3 separate regions of the Mus musculus genome follow, and all the other regions are linked to region 3. The links are chromatin contacts, called in public HiChIP or PLAC-seq maps. All regions are on one chromosome and are shown on one strand. The core of a region is the stretch at or near the end of the contact, and the rest is flanking DNA. Distances in the headings are between cores, read along the strand shown.

Region 1 (3,915 bases), core at 197-2,696, 280 kb before region 3:
GGCTGTAGTGAGCTCTTGGACCCCTTCGAACCCCCACCTCCCACCCCCTTCGCGAAGCTCCTAGCTTCCTCTCTAGGGCTAGGACTATAAACCTCTCCAGTCTTCCTGGAAGGTAACCAGAAGCAGCCGCCGGGAAGAGACAAGCAGCCGCAGCCGCCACTAGGCCCCGCCCAGCAGCAGCAGAGCAAGGCCGCGCCCGGGACCGCTGCAGAGCGGGGTGAGTGAGTGCAGCCAGGAGGGAGGGAACCAGGTGTCCTGGGTCTCCGCCCTGCCCAGGGGGCCAGCATTGGGACCTTTAGGAGAGACCTAAAGGTCCCTCCAGCATCGCGACCTTCAGCTTCTTTTCCCATCTGGCTCAGTCGAGTTCTTTCAGGCCCTTAAATCCGACTTTTTTTTTTTTTTTTTTTCCCAATCCTGCATCTCTTTCCTGCTTTTGCCCCTCTCCTCCCGGTACTATAGGGCCCGAGGAATCCTTCCCATATGATAGAACCTAGAATCCAGAGCTCCGGGCCCTAGCCCTGTCCTCATAAAGATTCTGAGTCTCTCCCTTTGTCCTGAAGGCAGGAATTCAGGCCAAAAATAGCGTGCCCTTCTAGACTCAGGCAACCAACCAACCAACCACATATGTTTTGAAAACTGAACGCTCAGAAATCTGGTACCCTCCCTCCAAATTTCCAGGAATTTAGCTACTATCCATCATCCTTTCGCGTCTCCTGGCTGTGATCTTCTGAGACTTGGCCCAAGGGTCCTCAGGCCATGATTACAGTGTAATTGGAGATATGGCCCACTCTCTATGCAGACCCCTAAACGAAGGAATCTAGTCTTTGTTTTTTGGGGGTGGGCCCTCACTAGTCAAGGTAGCTTAAGCTCAAGGCCTGGCACCCTAAATTCTGCTTCAGGTAGACAAGACTCCGTTAAACAGAGGTCTAGCTGACCCTCAAACTGCTGGGACCTGGATGTGTAAGATTTCCTTTTTCTGGGTATCGTGGGGGAACTGATAGACAGAGGCGTGGGGCGGAGAGCGGGAGAACTGAATGAGAGGTGAGACTAGGCGTGGGGACCCGGCTTAGTGGGGGGGGGGCGACGACTCTATCTGAAACAAATCATAAACAAGTACGTTTCTATGGCAACAGCATTCTCCGGTCTACCCTGAAGATTTCTTTCTAGAGCTATGACAGGGAGGATAGCCCCCAGGAGACCCCACCCCTCCAGCTGCTGTGTCTTCCTGTTTTGTCTCCACGGCTACGGTGACCTCAGCTCTGCACCCCCTCACTGGTAGGGCGGGAGATCCAGGACGCTAGCCTTCTGGGGGCGTGGTGTGGCATTAGCCCCGCCTTCGGGGCCTACCAGGGATAGCCTGAATGAAGGGAAAGTCCCTTTTCACCGCCCTAGCCAGGCCCAAACCCCGCCCACAACCCCTCCCTCGCGCGCTCCTCAGCTGGCCAACTCCACCCAGTCCTAAGACCCTTTTGGTCTGCAGCTGTCGTCCTTGTTTGTGCTACAGTCGCCACTGCCTGGAGAGGTAAAGCTGCAGGGACCCCCAAAGGGAAGGAGTTGTGGTCCAGGATCCTTGGTTCTAGAAAGAGGAGTGGGCACGGATTCAGGTGTCTGGATCCCTAGAAACACTGCAGTTGGACCAGGACTCAAGCTCTGGATGAAAGGCTGAACATCTGAGCTCATACAGGTCATACATGGGAAAGAAGAGGGACTGGGGAGTGGGCACGTGGGTATGAGGAAGGACGGTGGTACTTGGACCCTTGAGGCTGAGAGCGGTAGGATGGGATCTAGACTCCTAGGTCTGACCAAAAAGGTTTGGGATCTGTATTTAAGATGGGTCTCAGGGAGGAGGGCAGGATTCAGACCTTAATCTGGAGGAAGTTGGGGGTCTGAATTTGTTCTGAGGGAGAAGGTACTGGAGTTTGAATTGGGACGGAAGAAGGGAGGGGCTGGGATCTCGACTCTTGGTTTGAAGACTCGGAAAGATTGAGTATAGATCCCTGAATCCGAGAAGATGGAACTCCTGGATGCTTATACCTGGTGCTTATACCTGGAGGGACTCAGGAGGGGAAAGTCCTTGTTCTGACCCTCCCAGAGGCCTGCACCCGCACTAGAGTATGGGGGGGGGGCTGGGGGGAGGGAGGTAGGAATCTTTGAAGGCTTACGGCTGAGCCCACCACTGGTGTGAGGCGTGGCCTGGAGTCTGTTCAGGGCTGTGCCCAGCATGTGCCCTGTCTGTGGAGTGATGGATGACCTCAGGAGTGTGGCATTGGGGATGGTAGCAGGGGTGCTGGGTGTGGCCCTGAGAGTGGAACTAGACCTAGGAGGAAACTCTAGGGGCGTTTCCTCACCCTGCTTATGTCTTTAGCTGAGCATTCCTGAGCAATGACTTCAAACGATGCTGGAGGCCTCTATCACTAGTTCCGTTACCTCTCCTAAGGTCTTCCTTTCTTTCTATTCCTCCTTTCCTAACTTTTCTCCCTGACAGAAGGATTTATGCTGGACACTAACCCGCCATTTTTGTTTTTGTTTAAAAAATTTTAAAGACAGGCTTTATGTATATAGCCTTTGTAGTCCTGGAACTCGCTATGTAGACCTGGCTGGCCCTGAACTTGTAGAGATCCGTCTGCCTCTTCCTCCTAAATGCTGAGATTACAGGCGATCTGTTGCCCACTTATTATAGTGCGGGGTGCCTGGCTTCCCAAAAAAACCAATCCTGGTGGGAGCTGGGGGTTTCTGCCTTTCTGTCTCAACTCCCAAGTGCCCTGGAGGCTTCTAGTTCCCAGGGAGAATTGCAACTCCTGCATGAGTTCTTGCCTGGAGCCAAGGAAGAGCTGTGTCCTGGAGCTCCATCAGATTGAAGGAGTTTTAAGGAGTCTCATTCCCTTAGCCCCAGTCCCACCCATTAGGGGTTGAACCTAGTACCTCACACATGCTAGTCAAATACTCTACTTAAAACCTCACCACTACTGACTTCCTTTCCCCCCATCCCCACCCCCACCCCTTGGTGGTCTTGAACTCTCTCTGTGACCCCAAGAAGGCCTCGAATTTCCAATCCTGCCTCTACCGGTGCTTTGGGAACACTGTTCTGCACTCCCAGGCCAGACTTTCCTCATTCTGAAAGGACTCAGAGTTCAAAAAAAGATTTTTCCCTTAATCCCAGCACTCAGGGGACAGAGGCACGCAGATCTCCGTGAACTCAAGGCCAGCCTGGTCTACATAGCAAGTTCCAGGCCAGTAAGGCTTACATAGCAAATGCTTATCTCAAAATAGAAAAATAGAATATATATATATATATCAGTGGGTGAGGGACGCAGGGACACATCTACTGCAGAACACGGAAAGAGTTCAGAGGACAACTTTTGGGAGTCGTTCTGCCTGGCTCCAAACTCACACTTTTCAAGTAACCATAAAAATCTCTCTCGCGCCGGGTGTGGTGGCACCCACCTTTAATCCCAGCACTCGGGAGGCAGAGGCAGGCGGATTTCTGAGTTCGAGGCCAGCCTGGTCTACAGAGTGAGTTCCAGGACAGCCAGGGCTATACAGAGAAACCCTGTCTCGAAAAACCAAAAAAAAAAAAACTCATTCTTTCTCTTTCTCTCTGTCTCTCTGTCTCTCTCTCTCTCCCCCCTCCCTCTCCCCTCCCCCCTCCCACTTTCGCTCTCTCGGCGGGGGTCTTGGCACTACCTCCTGGTCCCTGCCACATTGCCCTGGCTGAGGCAACTTAAAGCCCTTATAAGGAGCAGAGACTCTGGGGCCAGGCTGGGCCTCCCGCCTCTACAGCCACCGCCCAGGGATCTCCCTCTGCAGGCTGCAAATCAGGGCTAGGTTAACATCACTCACGCCCCTCGCGAGCCTGAGGGCGGGCCCTTTGTCCACATTTGCTTCCACCCCACCCACGCAGCAAGTTCTGGGAGA
Region 2 (3,792 bases), core at 659-3,158, 370 kb before region 3:
CTGCGATTCTCACCATGTTATTATTTTGGTATATGGGTTAGCAGAGACACAGGTCAAGGGAAAGAGGGCACTGAGAAATTGCACCATCTGCCAAAAGGCCTTGGTCAATTTAACCTTACAGTGTCTGAGGAAAGTGAAGGGAAGTCTTTTTTATCAACATTTCTCAGCACTCTGCACCTATAAGAGGGTCCTATGTTGCTGGTCAGAAATGAAGACCAGTAAATCCCTCCGTGAACAAAAGGTTGTAAGGTTGGGGGCTAGAGAGATGGCTCAGTGGTTAAGAGCACTGACTGATCTTCCAGAGGTCCTGAGTTCAATTCTCAGCAACCACATGGTGGCTCCCAACCATCTGTAATGGGATCCCATGCCCTCTTCTGGTGTGTGTCTGAGGACAGCAACAGTGTATTCATAAGCATTAAATAAATAAATAAATCTTTAAAGAAAAAGGTAGTGAGGTTATTGTGAGCTTTATGAAGTTTTAAATCATAAAATCTGTACGTGTTTACACTTTTACTATCTGGATGTGTGCCATGTGTATGCCTGATTCTTTGGATCCCATGGACATATACAGTGAGGCTGTTTGTTCTGTCCTTAGCAATATAAATGTATATATGGGTTTTCATGGGTGTGTGATCAGTCTCTCTTCTACCATACTGTGAAAACCAACTTCATCACCAGGTACTAGACAGTGGTCCCAGCAACAAAGCAGCAGCCAAGGGAAAATGGCTTTCCCTCTCCCTGGAAAGGAGGGATGTGGGATGCCTGGGGCCTGGGAGTACAGATCTGTGCTAAAGAAGCCAAGCTGAGCTGCACACAATTGTCCCTAGGGTGTGGAAGAAAGTTAGCCATGTCAAAGCCTACCTGGCTATAGAGTTGATTGAGGGCAGCCTAAGCATGGTAAAATCCTGAATTTTAAAAATGAAGGTGTGCCGGGCATGGTGGTGCACACCTTTAATCCCAGCACTCAGGAGGCAGAAGCAGGGAGCTCACCGAAAATTCCAGGACAGCCAGGGCTACACAGAGAATCCCTGACATTTTAAAAAGGAGGAAGAGGAGGAAGAAGAGGAAGAGGAGGAGGAGGAAGACAGAGACAGGGAGACTTGGACTTGCTTGTGCCTAGTAACACATTTTTTAGTATAGAATAGAGTTTATTTAGGGCATGGGCAGGGGAGTTGAAGGTAGTAGAGACAGAAAGGCAGAGAGAGTGGGGGGGGCACGTGGAGAGAGGGGGAGGAGAATGGGGAGAGGAGGGAGAGAGAGACAGAGAGAAGAGCTATTTTGGTTTTTTTTTTTTTCAATCTCAGCACTTAGATGGCAAGCACATGTCTGGGGGTAGCTGTCAGCCAGGACTACATCGTGATACTGTGTCTTGGGGAGAAAGCTCTGTTATTAAAGCACTACTTACTTTAACAAGTAAAAAACGTAACATTTGGGAGCCCTCAAACGCACTGACATTCCAGGTGGCCTTGTCAGCCTGCCTGTAATTCGGGTTTTTAAGTCAAAGTTAAAGCAAGAGAGAAAAGATCCCACCCAAGGAACGCAGTGATAGAGGATCGGGAGCGCAGCTCAGGGTTTAAATCAAGCACAACGTGCTTTTTCAAAATGTGGTGGTGAATGGCTTATTCCTGCCACTCGAGACTTAAGGGCAGGGTGTTTCTGTGAGTTCCAGGCAGGCCAGGCCTACATAGTGAGACCAGGTCACACACACATGCAAAGCATTCCTTACTGAAAACAATGAGGGGATCTCCTGGGGCAGAGGCAGGTGTGAAATTCTGGCTGGGTGGAGTAGAAGGCCTCTTTATCGAGTCAGTTTAGACTGGACTGAACCGGGCCAAAGGAGCCGAGCACATCACACCTCCCCGCATTATTTCCTGGAACCTGGGCAATCTGAAGGCAGAGAAAGCTGCCTGGGGCCCACAGCCCGGCACTCCTTCCCGTATCAGCTCTGAAATCTGCAGAGCTGAGATCTGGCAGGAAGCAGGAGACTCAGTGGGAATTCTATCTGTCTAAAGTCTTTGTGTGAGTCCAGATCTCTAGATCCTTACGCAAAGAGTAAAGTTAGGAGGACTCCTGACTTCAGGGCTGGTGGGGGCAGGGCTGGCTGCCAGCCTGAGAGAACAAAACGAAGCAACTGTGCTGTAGTTTGAGTCTGGTCTGCAAGGTGACTCCTGGTATAATACCAGCCCTTGGAAAACAGAGTCCTGAGAGAGAAAAAAGTAGGAGAAAGTTTGAAGCCAGTTTGGACCACATAAAAAAATAGACTCTGTATCTAAAACATAACTGGGGCCAGGTGTGGTGATAGGCATCTTTAAGCCAGTATTTGAGAGTCGAAGGCAGGAGGATGTCTGTGAGTTCAAGGCCTCTCCTGCTCTATATAGCAATTTCAGGACAGCCTCTACTCGGAGAGGCTCTCTCTCAAAACCACAATAAGCCAGGTGGTGGTGGCACAGGCCTTTAATCCCAGCACCACTTGGAAGGCAGAGGCAGAGGCAGGCGGATTTATGAGTTTGAGGCCAGCCTGAGTGAGTTCCAGGACAGCCAGGGCTACACAGAGAAACCCTGTCTCAAAAAAAACAAAAAACCAAAAAAAAAAAAAAAAAACCAATAACTGGTTGGTGACTCCTGTCTCTTATTCTAGCACTTAACAGGCTGAGGCAGGAGAATTACTGTAAATCCCAAGGCACTCTGTGCTAGACAGTAAGACCTTGTCTGAAAGAAACTGTATATAGCAGGCATAGTGGCAAATGCCTGTTATCCGAGCATTCAGGTAGAAAAACAAGAGGATCAGGAATTTGAGGTCATACTTGACTAGACAACTAGTTTCAAGCCAGGCAGAATTATATGAGATTCAGTACCATGCAAGCAAAACAAAAACTTCCAGAGGTGGTGCCATGTGTATTTAAGGTCAGGAGATAGATCTCTTTGAATTCAAGGCCTCCCTGGTCTACACAGTGAAACCCTACCGAAAATAAACACACACACACATGCAAGTGGTTCTCTGTGTTTGAGGCCATGGTCTATGGAGCAAATTCCAGAACAGCCAGGCCTACACAGAGAAACCCTATTTTGAAAAACCAAAACTGGGGCTAGTGAGATGGCTCAGCAGGTAAGACTACTCTCCTGGGGGTCCTGAGTTCAAATCGAGCCAGCAGAAGTACTGAGTTCAATTCCCAGCAACCACATGGTGGCTCACAACCATCCCTGTAATAAGATCTGACACCCTCTTCTGGTCTGTCTAAAGATAGCTACAGTGTACTCACATATAATAATAAAATAATAAGGGCTGGTGAGATGGCTCAGTGGGTAAGAGCACCTGACTGCTCTTCCGAAGGTCCAGAGTTCAAATCCCAGCAACCACATGGTGGCTCACAACCATCTGTAACGAGATCTGACTCCCTCTTCTGGAGTGTCTGAAGACAGCTACAGTGTACTTACATATAATAATAAATAAATCTTTAAAAAATATATAATAATAATAATAAAATAATAAATGAATCTTTGGGCTAGAAGGAGCGGGGTCCCCAAGCGAGCAGAAGTACTGAGTTCAATTCCCAGCAACAAAGTGATGGCTCACAACCATCTGTATAGCTACAGTGTGCTCAAATACATAAAATAAATAAATCTTTGGGTGGGGGCAGGGTTTCTCTGTATAGCCCTGGCTGTTCTGGAACTCACTCTGTAGACCAGGCTGGCCTCGAACTCAGATATCCATCTGCCTCTGCCTCCTGAGTGCTGGGATTAAAGGCCTGTGCCACCTCGCCCGGCTAAGAATAAATTGCTTAGGAAATATTA
Region 3 (4,283 bases), core at 1,314-3,813:
AGGAAAGCAGCAGATCCCCCTAATCCAGACACTAGGTTGTTGCAAAAAGATACAATAAGCTCTGCAGTCTCAAAACCAGCCTAAGGACGCAGCTAACCTCATATGTGTGCATGCATATTGAGTCTGGACATTGATATGGTCAGAATCCTCCTCAATTGTTCTTCTATCTTATTCATCAAGGCAGGCTCTCACAATCACATCATAGCTCTTGGACATGGTTACTCTCACCAGCTGGCTTACCTGAAAGTACGCCCTGCCTCTGCCTTCTAAAGCTGGACTTACAGGTGGATTACCACGCTCACTCACCAATTTTATGGCTGCCCTATGAATTCTGTCTTCCCGCTTCACTACCACTAGCGATTAAAACCTCAGCTGAAAGCATGGAATCTATGTTCTTTTGAATTCTGGTCATTGAGTGACTGGGTCCTGTGCCCTGATCATGGCATGGTCAGAACTAGAGACTACAGCCCTCGGGCATTAAATAAAGTGTGCACTTTATTTAATTTATTATTTATTTAATTTATTATTTGAGGCCATGTAAATTCTCATCTTTTATTTCTTCCTACACACTTAATTATTTCTTATCCTAATACTTTCCAGGCATGAGGACTAGATTTTGGATCCCCTTAAGCTACTTAGTTTCTAGACTTACCTGTAACTCCAACTTCAGAAGAAGGATTCCCCCAAAGCTAACTGGCTAACAAAAGTAACCACACCCAGGAGGTATGGTTTGGTTGTGAGATCCCATCTTCGTGAACAATTAATCACTTTCAAGCTCTGCATGCATGCTCACATACCCCCCATGCAGACATGCATACACACACATGCACAACACACACATACAAAAATAAAAGCAATAACTAAAAGTATTCATTTCTATCGCAACTGCCTCCTGACCTCCCCAGCCCCTCTGAAGACGAACACTCTTTTCTCCCTCCCTTTCTCCCTTTGGGAGATTGACAAGTGTCGTTCTAAGGAAGCCCCTCCTCACCTGTGACCAATAATAGGATTTCAACACTGAACTTTTCATCAGGGTTCCCACTCCCATAGCATTCACAGCATCACTGCTCTAACTCCGTGAGATAGAACTCAAATGCATACTTCCATCCCATAACAAGATTGAAATCAGATGACCAGCCTGACAAACCAATTCGTGTCTTGAGATACAAATTAATACCTTCTTTTTAAAAAGCACACTTTGCACCTTGTATCTTAGCTATACATAGCAGAGTCACATTGCCTCTGGTGGGAACCACAGAGCTGGGCCAGATATTCAAGGTGAGTTTGTCAAAGGACCCTGGAAGAAAGTAGATCTTAGAGTTGTATATGACATATCGTCCTGCTCCCTGGGAACCATTTAAATGAAGGGATGTAAAAAAATAATAGACGCCTCATGGTGTATGATGCTGTAAGTCCTCTCTCTCTCTCTCTCTTTTTTCGTTTTTTTTTTTTTTTTGTAAGTCCACTCTCTTACCATCTATCTTGCAAGTCAGTCTATGCTTGCATTTCAGGCATGCAGTGCCCGTGGTGGCCAGAAGAGGGGCATCACACGGCTCCTAGACTCTGAAATTAAGATGTCTAGGCTGGGTGTTCTTTTCTAGACTCTCAAGGACAAGATCTTTCGTATTACTTAGAAGATTCTAAAGATTCTACAGAAGAATTCTTCCATCTGCTAACTTACAGCAGGGCTAGAGAGACGGCTCACCTAGCAAAGGCACCTGCTGCCAGTCTGATGATCTGACTTGGATCATATGTGGTGGAAGGAGAGAACCTATTCCTGAAAGTTGTCCTCTGACCTTCACAGGTGTGTTGTGGTGTGTGTGTGCATGCGCGCATGCTACATAAATCTGGCAATCACAGTTATATCCTTGGAACCCAGATACATACATACACACACACACACACACACACACACAGATTTATATATGAATATATTTATACAGCCTTGTGGTGATGGGTGATGGTTCACAGCTTTAGACTCAGCACTTAGGAGGCAGCAGTAGGCGGAACTCTGAGTTTGAGGTGCCTAAAGAGCAAGTTCCAGGACAGGCAGGGCTTCACCAAGAAACCGTATCTTGAAAATCCAATATAATTATACATACAGTATTTATAGAAAAATATATTATTATACATATATGACATATATACAACACGCATATATAATATACATTATTATGTAATGAAAAAGTGTAACATAAAAACAAACAAACAAAAAATTCTAGGCCTTTAGGCCCAGGCTTGAGAATGTGACCTTTGTGACTCAATGCTCCAAGGCATGCTAATCATAAAACAGAAAGCGACATTCCTCCACTCACCTGCTTCCTGGATTCAGGGAATGTTCCTTCAAAGAAAGTCACCCTGACCCACCCTGACCTTTCATGGAAACAGCTATGTAAATGTGCTATTGTTAGGGGCTCTTAGAAACTGTCTTGAGAAATAACCCGCACAATTACCAGGTATACCTTGTGACTCTTGTGACTTTGCACTTCCTCATTGACTCTTAACTGGTATTTTTGGTATTTTCCAACAACACCCTCCCCACCCCCTTGAGTTGTGGTTTCTTCCTTTAAATACTACCTTACCCAGCTACTCGGGCACCACGGTCCTCTACTGCTTCATGGTATATGACTGTGATCCCGAGAGTGCTCTTGAAATAAAAGTCCTCTTGCAATTTGCATCAAGACCATTTCTCATGAGTGATTTGGGGTCTCGCCTCTCCTGAGTCAGAACATGGGGGAGTCCTCACGTTGTGGGTCTTTCAGTACAATATATGGTTAATATTGTCAACTTGAAAGGACGCCTTTGATCATGCTTGTGAGGGATTACCAAGATTAGATTAGCCTCTAAGAATGCCCATGAGGGGGTGCTGGTGAGATGGCTCAGCGGTTAAGAGCACTGACTTCTCTTCCAAAGATCCTGAGTTCAAATCCCAGCAACCACATGGTAGCTCACAACCATCCGGAACAAAAATCTGATGCCCTCTTCTGGAGTGTCTGAAGACAGCTACAGTGTACACACATATAATAAATAAATCTTTAAAAAAAAAAAAAAAAAAAAGAATGCTCATGAGGGACTGCCTAGATTAGGCTAGTCGAGGTGGGAAAACCCACCTTAACTGTGGGCAGTATCATCCCATTGTCTGGGGTCCTGAGCACCAGCATTGACCATTTTGGCTATATATGTAATGTCTTCCTTGGCCATGAGGAAGACACATGTGTACACACAGACACACACACACACACGAGTCTCATTCATTTGGCAGAAAGCCATTGAGAAGCTCAGAACCTACTGATTTGGAGAAAAGAGGAAAATGTGTGTAAACCATCCAATAGTTGCTCATGTTTACAAAGTGAAACATAGTCAGTTATCCTTGTGGACTCACTGGCTACCTCACTGTCTTTACCAATTCCGTCCGCCTCTCCAACCCACCCACCCACCCCAAATGGCCCTACTCCTCCTAGGACTTACCAAGACAGAACAAGATCAAGAATTGGGAATTAATGATGCCCCTTGTTAACATACTTTCCCCAGAATGCATCTTCAACTTGCTGTTCCTGTTAAAGTTTAATTCTGGGACCTGCCAGTAAGGGCTGTCCTTCAGTTCTTAATCTTCAGAGCTAGCCCACAACTTCTGTTTCATGGTGATAATCAGGACCTGATCTCTCAGCAAAGTATCATACCACTTCCTACTGACTTGGTTTTCGTTGGTCTCCAACCACACAGAAATAATTCAGACCACCTACTTCTAAGCTTATTCATGCAATTCTACCAAGCTTCTGAGGAAATGCTAATCATATACTAATTGGTGTTGTCCCCTGCCCTTTTGTTGTTTGGTTTGTTTCAATATTAATTTTATTTATTATTTGATAGTTCCATACATGTAAACAATATATCTTGAGCATCTCCAGCCCCATCTCTAAACTCCCACTTCTCTTAGACACTTCCGTTTTTGTTGGTTTTTTTGTTTTTTTGTTTGTTTGTTTGTTTTTGGAGACAGGGTTTCTCTGTATAGCCCTGGCTGTCCTGGAACTCACTTTGTAGACCAGGCTGGCCTCGAACTCAGAAATCCGCCTGCCTCTGCCTCCCAAGTGCTGGGATTAAAGGCGTGTGCCACCACCACCCGGCTTAGACACTTCCAATATAGCCTTCTCCCCACTCCTTGTTCTCTCTGAACTTTTTCATAAAGCCTTGTGCTCACTAGTTTTATGTCAACTTGACACAAGCTAGTCATCTGAGAGGAAGGAACCTCAGTTGAGAAAAATGCCTCTCTAAGACTGGACTGT

What was found. HiChIP or PLAC-seq counts read pairs in DNA pulled down with a chosen protein or histone mark.
Region 1: a contact with region 3 is called in an H3K27ac HiChIP or PLAC-seq map of bone marrow-derived dendritic cells, with 4 times the contacts expected there. The contact joins the promoter of Myadm here to the enhancer-like site in region 3. A contact is called at or near these places in 4 of 39 promoter capture datasets (the HPC-7 cell line, HPC-7-derived erythroid cells, stem cell-derived epiblast-like cells and 1 more), 1 of 484 Hi-C or Micro-C datasets (the G1E-ER4 cell line) and 9 of 115 datasets of contacts at active chromatin or transcription factors (the NIH/3T3 cell line, bone marrow-derived dendritic cells, bone marrow-derived macrophages and 4 more).
Region 2: an H3K27ac HiChIP or PLAC-seq map of embryonic stem cells shows a contact between it and region 3, with 5 times the contacts expected there. The contact joins two enhancer-like sites. A contact is called at or near these places in 6 of 39 promoter capture datasets (the C10 cell line, the HPC-7 cell line, cranial neural crest and 3 more) and 3 of 115 datasets of contacts at active chromatin or transcription factors (embryonic stem cells and extraembryonic endoderm stem cells).

Annotation. Positions count from the first base shown.
Region 1 is chr7:3,289,109-3,293,023 of GRCm38.p6, forward strand. It overlaps Myadm (myeloid-associated differentiation marker), which reads left to right and starts at 1,447. Exons shown (of 3, transcript NM_016969.2): 1 at 1,447-1,522.
Region 2 is chr7:3,199,608-3,203,399 of GRCm38.p6, forward strand. No RefSeq gene overlaps it. Among named protein-coding and RNA genes, the nearest start is that of Mir290a, 17 kb to the right of the region's middle. RefSeq lists a cis regulatory region at 4-3,792. Within about 2 kb of position 1,909, at least 46 of the 459 cell types and tissues checked have an H3K27ac peak or open chromatin away from gene starts, as enhancers often do. A contact at or near this core is called in embryonic stem cells, where this site is marked.
Region 3 is chr7:3,568,383-3,572,665 of GRCm38.p6, forward strand. No RefSeq gene overlaps it. Among named protein-coding and RNA genes, the nearest start is that of Oscar, 46 kb to the right of the region's middle. Within about 2 kb of position 2,564, at least 18 of the 459 cell types and tissues checked have an H3K27ac peak or open chromatin away from gene starts, as enhancers often do. A contact at or near this core is called in the G1E-ER4 cell line, bone marrow-derived dendritic cells, embryonic stem cells and 1 more, where this site is marked.